Linked DNA regions of Sus scrofa: region 1 is linked to region 2. Evidence: chromatin contacts called from public Hi-C data. All regions are on one chromosome and are shown on one strand. The core of a region is the stretch at or near the end of the contact, and the rest is flanking DNA. Distances in the headings are between cores, read along the strand shown.

Region 1 (6,307 bases), core at 3,693-6,192, 260 kb before region 2:
TGGCCTGGAAATGAGAGTGGGTGGGGCAAACGGACATAGAAAAGGCAGAAGACAATTACTGGAGTTATTAGGCGGCTACTTGACCCCAGGCCCCACCCAGAGTATTCATTATGGGCCTAAGTGGCTGTTTTCTACAGAGAGTATACTGTCAGGGTCTGTATGATCGGGCCAGTGGACTCTCAGTATGTAGGTCCCAACCCAGAGGGAGAAGCTGTAAAAGCTAGCTGATCTTCCCAATATCTCAAAATAGCTCCAGGATGGCTTTTAAATCAGGTCTTGAATAAGAACTGACACAGGTCATGAGCTGAGATAGATTTTAGACAGAAGGAAAAGTAAGGCCATGTTTTCATACCCAAAATTTCTGCATAACTGATTGATTTGTTATTTAAGGGATGTAGGAGGTAAAGAATACCTTCTCTTTTCTTTTTAATGATTTTTTTTTCCATTATAGTGGTTTTACAGTGTTCTGTCAATTTTCTACTGTACAACAAGGTGACCCAGTTATACATACATGCATATGTTTTTTTCTCACATTATCATGCTCCATCCTAAGTGACTAGATATAGTTCCCAGTGCCATAGAGCAGGATCTCATTGTGAGAATGACTTCTATTAAGGGCAGGAAAATATACTCTTTTTGTCTCTCTCTACTGACCCAGGCAGGTGGGGGGAGGGGGCATCTAGAACCCTAATCCTAGGATCTAGGAAGGAGAGAGAAAGGGATTTCAATGGGTATATGTACTATAATAAAATATGAAAAGCTGAAATTTCTAAACTGTTCCCAAAAATGCCTTACAAGATTTTAAACAAAATGAGTTAAAAACAAAACAAAAACCCTCAACGGGAATCTTTTATTAGCCAAAAGACCAGAAAGTATAGTGATTTGGGTTACTGCTTTTGGCAAAACTTGAGTATTGTTAGAAAAAGTAAAGGCCAGAGAGCATTTCATTGATATTTAGTGAAGTTTACTCTCAACTATGAATTCTTGCCTGTGGTATCAGTTATTAACTACCTGTAATGAGTAACCAACTAATGCAATTAATTGCTAGAATGAGATAGCCTGAGGCCAAGAAGGAAAAAAGAACTTTGGAAAATTTACCCAGCTATTTTTACTGTCCCCTGAGGATGGGGACACCAACAATCAGTCTTCCACTGGCTTAATGTCTTGCCACTTTTACTCCACACCCACCACCGCACACGAAATGAGACATGAAGAAAGGCCCATTAGCTGCAGAATAAAACGAACAACTCCGGTGGGAAAAAATTACCCCAATCACCCACCCCCTGATCAATTCAGGCACTTAGTAAAGATCATCTAAGGGGCATGTCTTTCCCAGTTTCCCTTTAGTTTCTCATCCCCAGAGCCCCCTGACAAGAACCCACATTTCTTGCATTCCCCTGGCTTCTCTAAGGAAAGGGGTACACGTCATCCCCCCTCCAGCTCACCCCCCCACCCCCCTGCAACACACATAGCTGCAGGCAGACACTGCCCATTTCTTTCTGCCCTCGCCAGGGATGCCTTTTCTGTAGAAGCAAAAGCGAAGAGGAACTGTATTAAGACCATCTCTGCTTAGCCCCATAACTGAAAATAAGCTAAGTTGAACAGAATACGACCCAGTTAACCTCAGGGATGTTCCACCACCACAGCAGAACTAGCTGGAAGGCCACCCCCCCGCACCCCGCGCGCGCGCGCGCGCGCCGCCCCACCTCTGTGAATTTTAGGCGGCTGCTTACAAACGGAGGCTCCCTTTGCTTAGAAAGATCAAGCTGAATCTCTCCTGGCTATTCCTGAGGGGCTTGTTCTTGAAGAGAGAAAGGTTCGACCCGTAGCCCAGGCCTGGACCCTCTCCCTCTCAAGAAGATGTGGACTTTGAAAGGCAGAGAACCATCCTCACTGCCCGCATCAGGTCAGACAACAGGAGGCAGTGCAGGCCTCGGAAGGAAGCAGCCCTTAAAACACTGCCTTCCGTTGGCCGGGCACCTCGCCAGCAGCCAGGGGACTGTCGTTTTACCAAGAGGCTACCGGTCCTACCCGGTCGTCACATTTGCAACTGCCTCGCGCCGGACGGCGCGTACGCCGGGAGGCCCCGAAACCCTTCTGGCTGCCGGCTCTCCTCCGGCGGGGTTCGGGGCAACCAGGGAGGTGCTGCAATCCCGAGGAGGAATCCTTAAAATTCTGCCTCCCTCCCCGGGAGAGTGGCCTGAGTGTCTGCGCGCCCGGAAACCCTAGGGCTGTCCTCTCCGGATTTCTTCCAGGAAGAAAAACAAAACAAAACGACCGGACTCCACGTGCGTCTGCCCTACCTCGGGAAGGGTTCGGGGTTCATGGACTACAAAGGCAGGCGCGCGATTGGGCTCCAAATCAGGAGCGATCGAGGGCAACGTGGCACGGGAACACCCTGGCCCCTCCCCTGCCATTCGGAGGGACTTTTGTCCCAGAGAAATTTATCTCCGCCTCCTCACGGGCGCCAGCACCAGCCAAGGGAGGGCAGGTGGCATGTTCGACCCGGCACTCTACCCTGTCCGGGGCTGCAGGGCTCCAGGTACAGCTCAGCACCGGGGAGGAGGGGCCCCCATGCCCCAGAGCTCTGCTCGCCCAGCTTTGCGGCCGGTCCTTCCGGTGCACGGCCCTTCCTGGCACTTTCTCTTAAAGCGCTTGGAGAAGGGAAGAGGGTTGGGCTCAAACGGAGGTGCCAAAGGCCGCCCTCGCAGAGAAAGAAAAATCAGCAAAATCGCCTTAATAGTTCAACCAAAGGTCAACAGCAGCATTTCCCCAGCAGCTGACAGGTCAAATGGCCAGGAAACAACTGCCGAGAACAAAGCCCCCCGCTGTTCACGGGGGCAAGCCCAGCGGGTCGGCACTGAGCCGCGTTGTTGTGCTTTTTGGAAGGGGCGGTGGGGAGAGGTTTCCGCCGCACCTCCCGCCCCATCTCCCTTCCTCTCGGGCGTGCGGGTCCGGAGAGGAAAGGACAGCAGGGAGGGGGCCAGGGGCACCAGCAGGGAAAGGGGCGGCTCTTTGATGGCCGGGGTCCGAAACGCCTCTAGGCTTCAGAGTAGAAGACCCTCCGAGGGCGAAGGAATGCGCGGAATGCGGCGCGGGAGGAAGGGGCGCAGCTTGGCCAGGGGCGCCCTTACCCCACATGCCCTGCCTGCTCCCCGACGCCCGACACCTTCTGGCAGGTGCGGCCGGCGCCCCGGCCCTCCAGTTATTTGGGTAGCCCTCGGCCCTTTCGGGTTTCCGACTGGCTGGTTTGACGAGACCTCCCCTCTCCAAGGGTTTCGCACTTAAGCACGCGCCGCCGTCTGAGAGTCGGGTCTGAACAAAAGGTCGTACTTTGCTACCTCAATTTAAGAGGCCGGATCCCACCAAGCGTCCGCTCTATGCTCGGACCTCCCGCCTTCCGCTCCCAGAGCCTGCTCTACCCCGAAGCTGGAGAGGTTGGCCACCTTCCAGGTGGAGCTCGGAGTGGGGCAACAGAAGAGTAGATACAGATCGCTCTACACCATGCCCATAACCCCAGCCTTGTTACTGCACTTATTAAGGGCTGGTTTCCAGCAGGACCCGCAGGGCCGATTCCACTCCGGTGTTCACCCTCCTTCACCGCTTTCCCCACCTCTTGGGATCTCGGGTTGGACTCAGCGCAGGGCCCCGGCACTCCAAATCAACAGGCCTAATCTGTCCTCCATCCCCGCACGGTGGCACTTGGGAGCACTTCCCTGGATTCGAAGGTGGGCAACGCAGCTGGATAGCCTCACTCGCAAGGCCAGACCGTTAGTCGAAGTAAACAAACTCAGAAACGCCCGAAAGGGTTCGGAATTGCAGGTGACGGAGGCATTGCGCCCCATCGCCTCGGAGGACTTCAGGAACTCGCGCTGGCACACAAACGCACAGAATCCTTGCACACTCGTGCAGACACCAATACGCACAAAGGAGTGCGCGGGGATCCCATCCCGCAGCTGCGACTCCCTCTGGGCACTTCTGCCCACTAAGGCGCAGGAGGCCGAGTCCAGCCGCACGGACTGTTCAGCCGCACTGACCCTCCAGCTCGCGCCCAGCGCCCGCGTTTACCTTTGAGCAGGCAGATATCGGTGCGCTCTGCGTTGCGGCGCAGCGCCTGAACCACCAGAGACACCGTGCTGTCTTCGCGGAGGCTCTCGGCGCGCGGGCTGCGCTCGTCGTAGACGATGACCGCGGAGTAGAGGCCGGAGCGCAGGCGGGCGCGGACCTCCTCCTCCGCGGGCAGGATCTGCTCCAGGCTTACCGAGCCCTTGGCCCGCCGCCGCACGATGGTGTTGCAGCGCACGTTGACCGAGCCTCGGATGTAACCAGCGCTGTGCGCTAAGAATGGTCTGCAGTCCAGCAGCAGGCACTTGCTGCCGCTCAGCAGCCCCAGAGCGCCGTGGCTGCCGCTGCCGGCTGCGCCACCGCCGTTCTCATCCCGGTTCATCAGCCTTTTGAGCACGCTGCAGTCCATCTCCCGCAGCTCCTCTACGGTCACCATAGTCGCCGGCAATCTCGGCTGCTGAGCACAAGAGGAGGCGAAGGACGCCTGGGCCAGCTGGGCTGCAGGAAGGGGCAGGCTGGGGCTAAGGGAAGGCGCGAGCAGAAGTGGCTTCAAACTTGGCCCCCTGAGGCTCCCACGGGCGAACCTCTTCTCCCCGGTCCCCTTCCTCCTGCAGCCTCGCGGTTACATAGCAGTCCGAGCGGCCTCGGGCGCCAGGCAGCACGGTGCCCAGGGAAAGGTAGCGATGGAGGGGAGTGTGTTTACGAGAGAGGGCCAAGGGCTCTCTTCTGTAGTCTCCTCTATTGTATTTTGCCTGCTGTGCTGCTCCTGCCGCCTGCCGTTCTGCTCGCCGTTCCCCCACAGCAGCCGGAGCTCAGCGTTCTGCCCCAGCCAGAGTTTCCTCTCCTCGGCTTATAGATTTATTAAGGCTCCTCTGCTCTCCCCCGGGAGGGGGCAGATTCATTACTACCTCGGGAGGCCCCGCCTCTTTCCATTCTGGGCCCAGAGCCCTACCCCGCCCCTAGCCCTAGCTGCCCGCCCCCTCCAGTTCCCCCCCTCCCGGCTGGCCCCTCCCTCTCTGCCCGCCCCAGCGCGTGAATGGAGTGTCGGCAGCTTGCGCCCAGTCACGGGGAAGAGACGTCACAAAGAGCGGAGTAAACAGGGAGCGCTGAGCTCGCCGCCAGGCCCATTCATAAAACCTAGACCTAGAGGAAGAGGGAGGAGGCCTCCGACCCGCTAGCGAGCTGCAGAGCTTGGACTTTGTGAATGGAGCGCCGCGGCGCCTTTCCCCGGCCTCCGCAGCGCGCGTACAGCCTGACCCGAGTCGCGGTACGGCCACCCCACCCCGCTGCGGCGGTAGCGGCTATCGGCAGAAAGAAATCGCCAGCCCAGAAGCCCGCCTAGCGGAGGCTTGGGCTCGGTCTTGAGGTTTCATCCCTCTTTACCTCCGTGCTGCCCCCCCAAGCAGCCTCGCAGGTGTCCCCCACCTACCCAAGTGGACAGAAGAACGCTGCACCAACGTCCAGCCGGCCCGGCCTGCCTCTCCTCGCCCCATGTTTACGAAGTGCGTTCGACCGGCCAGACGTTTTTTCAATTGTGATTCCTCAGACTTTAGCTTCTGCCTCAGCCTGATCGATTTTCATCTTAAGCCATTAAATCAGCTTTACAGCTTCCCGAGAAACGTGGGCAACCCCAAACTCAGAAGATGAAAGAGAAAGCCTTCCCGGCCCGAAGGCCAGTAATAGAAGTGAGGTGTTGAGTTTGTTGCTTTACGATCCGGAGGGAGGCATTAATTGAATCCGGAATGTTGTTCCCAAGGAGGAAGGCGGGAGTGCCACTCCCTTCCACGCTTCCTAAAGAGGTTTATTTAACCCTGTGGGGGTGGGGGTGGAGGGAGATGTTTTTGGCTTTTGGAAAAATCCTCACCCCACCTTGTACACGTGTGATTGTCTTCTCAGGAAATGACACTTAGGGTCCACATCTGGTGCGAAGACCCAGAGAAAATGACACGTAAAGAATTTAACACGCTCCAGGGCCGAGTCAGTTTTTTTTTCTTCTTTTTTTCTTTTGCATCCTTCTTTCCAGGTCATGTCGCATTTTTCTCGCTCCCCCGCTTTTACTTATGCATTTAATTTCCCGGAGGCCGCTTTTGGCAGAGGGGTGTTTGGTCGCCGCAGTGAGGACACAACACAAGGCAAAAATTATTCGCCCGACATCTTGCCAAGTCTTGTTAGTGAGAATTAACCACCAAGCAGGGAATTCTAGGACTCGCTGGAGGCCTCGGGGACAAAGGGGTCGAGTCTT
Region 2 (6,564 bases), core at 1,929-4,428:
ACTGTGCCAGAGTAGGACCTCCAGTTTTTTGTTTTTTGGTTTTTTTCTGGCCACACCTGGGGCATTTGGATATTGCCAGGCCAGGGATCAAATCCACACTGAAGTTGCAACCTCTGCCACAGCTGCAGCAAGGCGGGATCCTGAACCTGCTGAGCTACATGGGAACTTCCATCACTGCAGCATAGTATTTATTGCAGTATTATACCGTAATTTATGTATCCACTCTATTGGTGATTAACATTTAGATAGTTTCCTATTTGGGTTATTACAAATAGCTCTGTTAATACCTGTCTTTTGGTGCACATATCTATGCCTTTTTATTGAATATACACATAGGATTGGCATTTCTGGGTCAGACTATGCATATTTCTGGCTTTGCTAAATACTGCTGAACAGTTTTGCAGAGTAGTTGCACCAATTTATGTTCTGACCAGCAGTGTATAAAATTCCAATTGTTCTAAATCCTTGTCAACACTTGGTATCATCAGTAGTGATAATTTTAACCATTCTTGTACACTTTGTGTTTGAAAACTAGAATATACTGCTGGCAGGAGATTAACATTTAAATTGGTGGACTTTGAATACAGCAGATTGCCCTTCATAATATGGGTGGGCCTCATTCAATCAGTTGAAGTCCTAAATAGAACAAAAGACAGAGCTTCCCCAAGTAAGAAAATATTCTGCACCAGACAGCTTGAATTGCAATATAGATTCTTCCTGGGTCTTCAGCCTGTGCCCCTACTTGTAAATTTTGAACTTGCTGATCTTCATAATCAGGTAAGCCAATTCCTTAAAATAAATCTCTTTGTATATGACATACAGTTGACCATTGAACAATGTGAGGGTTTCCCCTGCACAGTCAAAAATCCACTCCTAACTTTAGACTCCACCAAAACTTAACTACGGATAGCTTACTATTGATTAGAAGACTTAATGATAACATAAACAGTTGGTTAGCACATATTTTGTAAGTTATATATGTATTTTGTACTGTGCTCTTCCAATAAAATAAGCTAGGAAAAGGAAAATGTTAAGAAAATCATAAGAGAAAATACACTTACAGTAGCTACTGTACTGTATTTAATAACACCATTCATTTACATCATCTGTTTACAAGATGAATCATCTGTCAATACCTACATTAATACTTTCTTATATTATACAAAACATAGATGATGGAGATAAATCATCTATCCCTACCTATCTATCCACAAAAAGCACTCAGGAGGAAACGGTTACTCTTGAAGAAGCAACAACTAGACCCACAGCTAACTTCTCCACAGCGATAATAGAAATTTGTAAACAATGGAATACTGTCTTCAGTGAGTTGAAAGACAATAACTGCCAATCTAGAATTCTATTCAAGATGAAACCATGTTTCACAAATGAGGGCAAAGATATAGACATTTTCAGAAACAAAGTGGAAAAAAGTTTGCCATCAGCAGTATCTCTCTAAAGAAAACACCATTGGAGGAACTTCAAGGGTAAAAGAAAGTGATCTTAATGGGAAGGTTTAAGATGCAAGAGGAATTAAATAAACAGACTTTTTTTTTTCCCAGAAGAAATGTGGCCAATAAATGTCTAAGATATTCAGCATCACTAGCCATGAGGGAAATAAATAATCAAGATCACAATGAAGCATCCAACTATCAAAAATTAAAAAGTATTGTACAATAACAAGTGTCAGAAGAGATATGAAGCCACAGGCTTTCTTTCACATTGTTGATGGGACTGTCTAATTGGAAAACTGGCATTATCCCTTAAATTGAATATTAACAATTATTATCCAACAATGCATCCTTGGCTTATATTGAGAAATTCTTGCACACATATAGGAGACATGTATAAACAATGCTCATAGCAACATGACTTAGCAAAAACATGAAAACAATCCCGAAGGCCATCAATAGGGGAAGAGATGAGTAAACAGTAACATAGTCAGGAAAACAGATATTATGGAGCAGTCAAAACCAATGAACTACAGTAATATACAACTAAGTTAAAAGTTAAGTTTCAAAAGACTCCACACAGAATGACATTCTTTTATCAACACAGTTATGGCTTGCTTATAAGTGAGAAAAACTTGAAGCAATCATATGCATTCTTTCTGAGGAGAATTTGGCTCCGCATCTTTTGATAGGGAGAGCAAGGGATGATGTTAACTTTATTTCAGACTATGGGGAAAAGGTGTGTGTGTGTGTAGATGCTTAATAATCCAAGCATGAATGTTCAGTACCTGGATAGTTATATATGATTGAGCTGGTATATTGGATGCTGTAAGTTACCACTCCAAATCCCCTTCAGGGTCAAGGCACTTATGTCCCCAGCTTCCACAAATGTGGGATGCTAATGGCTTACAAGTGAGTCCCTTTCCAAGAACTGTCCTGTGCCAAAGATTGTGCACCCCCGACCCCCATCCCCACCTCCCTGGGGATCAAAATGTGGGAGTCAAAGGGCCAGCCCTCTGGCTTCAATGTAGGATGCCTCAAGGGCCATTCCAGTTTCAGAGACCCTTATGGCATTAGCTGAGGCCCTTTATTCAATAGCATTGCATTTCAACTTCTCCCTCTGACCAGTACTGCTTCCTTCATCCTCTTACAGGTGTTGCTGAGAGCTCTCCTACTGCCTTAATACCCTATTGCTCTAACACCAACTGTGTGTTCTGCTAAGCCCCTGGAGATCCCAACAGGTAAGGGAAAAGTCTTCCATGTGACTCCCCTCAGCACACAAGTCTCCCCACAGCTAGAAGTCTTGGGAGTCTCCAAGCCACTAGCACTTCTGATCAGCTGACTAAAAATTCCCATGACCCCTTCAGGTCTGACAGCTTACTAGAATGACTCGCCAAACTCAGGAAATTACTCTACTTAACATTACAGTTTCATTGTTAAAGATACACACAAGTAGGACCAGCCAAATAAAGAGATGCATAGGATGAGGTCTGGGAGGGAAGACAGAGTTTCTATGCCCTCTTCTCATGAAATCAAGGTGAGTCACACTCCTGGCACATGGATGTCTGACTTATGATGTACAATGACCAGCCCAGCTTGGTCCAAAGTTTTTAGGAAGTTTCCTTATATAGATGAGATTGACTAAATCATTGGGCACGTGATTAAACTCACTCTTCAGCCCCACTCCCTTGCTGGAGGTCTGGCTGGCTCAAAACTTCACCTCTCTATTCACGTGGTTGGTCTTTCTGGTAACCAGCCCTCATCTCAAAGCTATCTAGGGGCCCACCCTGAGTCACCTCGTTAGCATAGCAAAGACACTCCTATCACTCCGGAAATTCCAAGGGTTTTTGAAGCTCTATGCCTGGAACCTGAGACAAAGACTAGACAAATTTATACAACAACTCCCTAAAGACATTCCTGCACACAAATCTCTGTTTCCAGGAAACCTGACCTAAGACAGTTTTTGCCAGTTGTGGTTCTAGGAAATGCAAGTGCTTTTTTAGTCCCTGATAGGCCATATTCTTTGGAGAGACAGGGAACCTGAGGGCTCAGCCTTCACTGGGTTAGGCTGCACCCACACAACCTGGGTTAGTACCTGTGTGCCTTCTCACCAGGCTCAATGCTGGCAGCCAGATAACAGTGTTCTAGCTTGAGGGTGCTTGTATATAAAACAGTTCTTAGACCTGGGATGGTTCTGAGCTGATTAGTTTTAGCTACTAACTATAATGGGAAGGACTACTGGGCTTTTATCCCTGTCACATTCTATCCCTGCAGCAACCGAAAGGAGATGCGAGGCTTATAAAGGATTTGAGGCAGGACTTGTGGTGGGAGTTTGTGGCAGGAATTTGTGGTAGGAACAATAAAAAGAAGGAGGGGAAAGTTACACAATTCAGGAAGGGGTAGGAGTCAAGTCCCAAGACAGAGGGAAGTTAATCTTTGTAGGTGGTTTATCTATGCAGGCAGTTGTTTTCCACAGGCCATTGTTTCTCACTGCCCATGGCTGGGGGGGAGGGGGTTCTGTCATCATCCTTCAGGGAACCTATCTGGTAACAGAAGAAGGAGGAGGAGAAAAAGAAGGAGGTGGTGAGGTAGTTTCTAATTCCCCCTCATAAGCAGTCACTTATCTGAGGGTTTCTGGGAGTCATGTACATTCCATTTTGGTACATGACCTTGTTCTGTAGTCCAGGTACCACTACATGTTCATTACTCTCTACTCCAGCTTTCCAAGCTGCCAAATTCTTCCCCAAAGAATCTTTGCCACCTGGGGCACTCAACTCACACTCTGCCCAGATGTCTCAGACATTTCAGCCTCAACATTTCCCCCCCAAAGATTAAATCTTCTCCACAAACATGTTCTTCTCTTTTCTCTACCATCGTCTAAGAATCCGCCATTGCCATGAACTGCGGTGTAGGTCACAGACGCAGCTCAGATCTGGTGTTGCTGTGGCTCTGGTGTAGGCCAGCGGCTACAGCTCCGATTGGACCCCAAGCCTGGGAACCTCCATATGCTGTGAGTGCAGCCCTAAGAAGCAAAAAAAGAGAGACGTCTCTGCAGTATTTTCTCACTTTCCTGTCCAACACCATCTCTTCTTTCTTCTAAGAACTGCCCTTCCTCCAACTCCATAAATAAAGCCTGCTCCCCACCCTCTAACCTCTCAGGAACTGCCAATTTCTCCTTTGGTCTCTCACTCAGACTACAGTTCACTGGTTCATACTGCGAATATTTTCTTATAGTTTTAGACTCAGGCTCAAAGTATTTAAACGACTTCTCTATGGCTGGAGATGTAATACTTAAAACTTAGTAGATCTAGTGGGTAGGCATCTTGCCCTGAAAAATGGATCAGCTGATGCAGCCCAACAGAAAGGGAAAAAGGAAGAAGAAAGAAGTGAGCACATTGAGATGACACAGAGCAGGACCCTGTAGGACCCTCCTGGGCATAAAAGCCTTTCCCTGTCCCCAGTTCCTGATTTATAGGAAAATGTTTTCAGCCTCCAAGACCTTCCCTGAGTTCCAAAAGGCAGATTCAGTTACTAATTAGGGGAATGAGGGATTTAAGAAAAAAAACAATAGTGCAGTGATGGGGGGATGTGTGTAACAGTCTGATACACTTCTGAGTTGGACAGAACAAAGGCCTCCATCCTGATGCAGGACAGTAACTTCAGGCTGACCACAAGTACATGGACCCAGACTGGTTGGAACCAGAAAGCTGATGATTGAAATTCCTGGAACAACTTCTTTGTTACCTCCCCACCAACCAGTCAGAGGAAGGTCACACACACTGCAGCCCCTCCCCAAATTTTGCCTATAAAAACTCTTTCCCCCAAACCATTGGGAGTTCTGGCTTTTCTGAGCCTGAGCTGTCCATTCTCCTTGCCTGACCCACCAATAAACCTTTCTCTGCTCCAAACTGACATTTTGGTTTGTTTGGTCTCCCTGTGCATTGGGCACACAGACTTGCTCAACAACAAAGAAACCAAGATAAGCAAAATGGAGAGAAAAGTCTGTGCTGTTGTTGTTTTCCTACACGAATGGATCATACCAGACATGCTGTTCTTTCATCTTTTTAAAAAATTTAATAATATATCTTGGAGATCTTTCCATTTCATTCCTTAGGAAGGTATTTGTTTTTTCCAATGACTGCTTGATATTTAATAATCTGAATGGTCCATGGCCCATGGTTTAGTTGACTATTTTTACCCAATAAGTACGTTTTGCTGTTATAGAGAATGCTACAACAACCTTGTAGAAATATGTACTTTTGTTACGAGAGTCCTAAAAGGGAAGTAATTACTCCCATTTCCCCAAACTACTCAGTATATTTAAGATAACATTCATGTTTCTTAAAGGACCAGACACTCCTATTTCTTCCCCAACCAGGTTTCTGTCCTACTCTCCAGCAACTCAAATTGCTGTTTCCAGCACATATACCATGTTTTTTTCTTACTCTGTGCCTTTTCTTTGCTTTTGTTGAATCTGGAATGCTCTCTCCACCACCTCTGCTCAATTCCTTCCTATTCATTCTCTACCACTCTGTTCAGATGTTAGTTCCCCCAAGAAAGCGTTCCACACCACTTTCATCATAGCCCGAGGCAGGTTGTATCCAATTTACTTATTTATATGCCTGTAGCCATCCCCATCCCCCACTGGATTATGAATTTCTCCAGGAAGTGAAGAACAGTACTTGTGTCTTTGCCTAAGTGCTTAGCAAAGTGTCTGGGATATAGCCTATGGTTAGTTACCATTGAATGAATGAAGGTCTCCACTCATAAATTTATCCAGATCCTACACCTTCACCCATTGGTGTGTTTGCTCCTTTCGAAAGATAATGGATCTGGTAGATTTTTTTCCCCTTTGGTCAATAATTACAGTACTACAAACACACATACACTTACACTCACACACGCCATAATGTAAAGATTAATGCTTTGTTTTAGTTTTGTATTTTCTTCTAGATGTCAATTTATTTGCCCTGGTTAAGTTCTTCATTGTTGAAGACAATGAAAATGATAATAATAGCTGTTGTTTATGGATGGAGGCCCTTGCTTGTTCCAAGTCCTGATTAAGTGATTTACCAGATCATCTCCAGTCCTTGTAGTTCTAAAAGGTCGGCACAAT

The links. Hi-C and Micro-C count contacts between places; a contact is called where the count stands out from the background.
Region 1: a contact with region 2 is called in a Hi-C map of embryonic fibroblasts, with 4 times the contacts expected there. The contact joins the promoter of DUSP4 here to the enhancer-like site in region 2. A contact is called at or near these places in 5 of 5 promoter capture datasets (fetal liver, fetal skeletal muscle, liver and 1 more), 37 of 47 Hi-C or Micro-C datasets (adipocytes, adipose tissue, alveolar macrophages and 18 more) and 2 of 2 datasets of contacts at active chromatin or transcription factors (alveolar macrophages and skeletal muscle).

Annotation. Positions count from the first base shown.
Region 1 is chr15:55,489,719-55,496,025 of Sscrofa11.1, reverse strand. DUSP4 (dual specificity protein phosphatase 4) reads right to left here and starts at 4,942. Exons shown (of 4, transcript XM_003133392.4): 1 at 4,069-4,942. The coding sequence starts at 4,501.
Region 2 is chr15:55,226,570-55,233,133 of Sscrofa11.1, reverse strand. No RefSeq gene overlaps it. Among named protein-coding and RNA genes, the nearest start is that of DUSP4, 260 kb to the left of the region's middle. Within about 2 kb of position 3,178, at least 13 of the 83 cell types and tissues checked have an H3K27ac peak or open chromatin away from gene starts, as enhancers often do. A contact at or near this core is called in alveolar macrophages and embryonic fibroblasts, where this site is marked.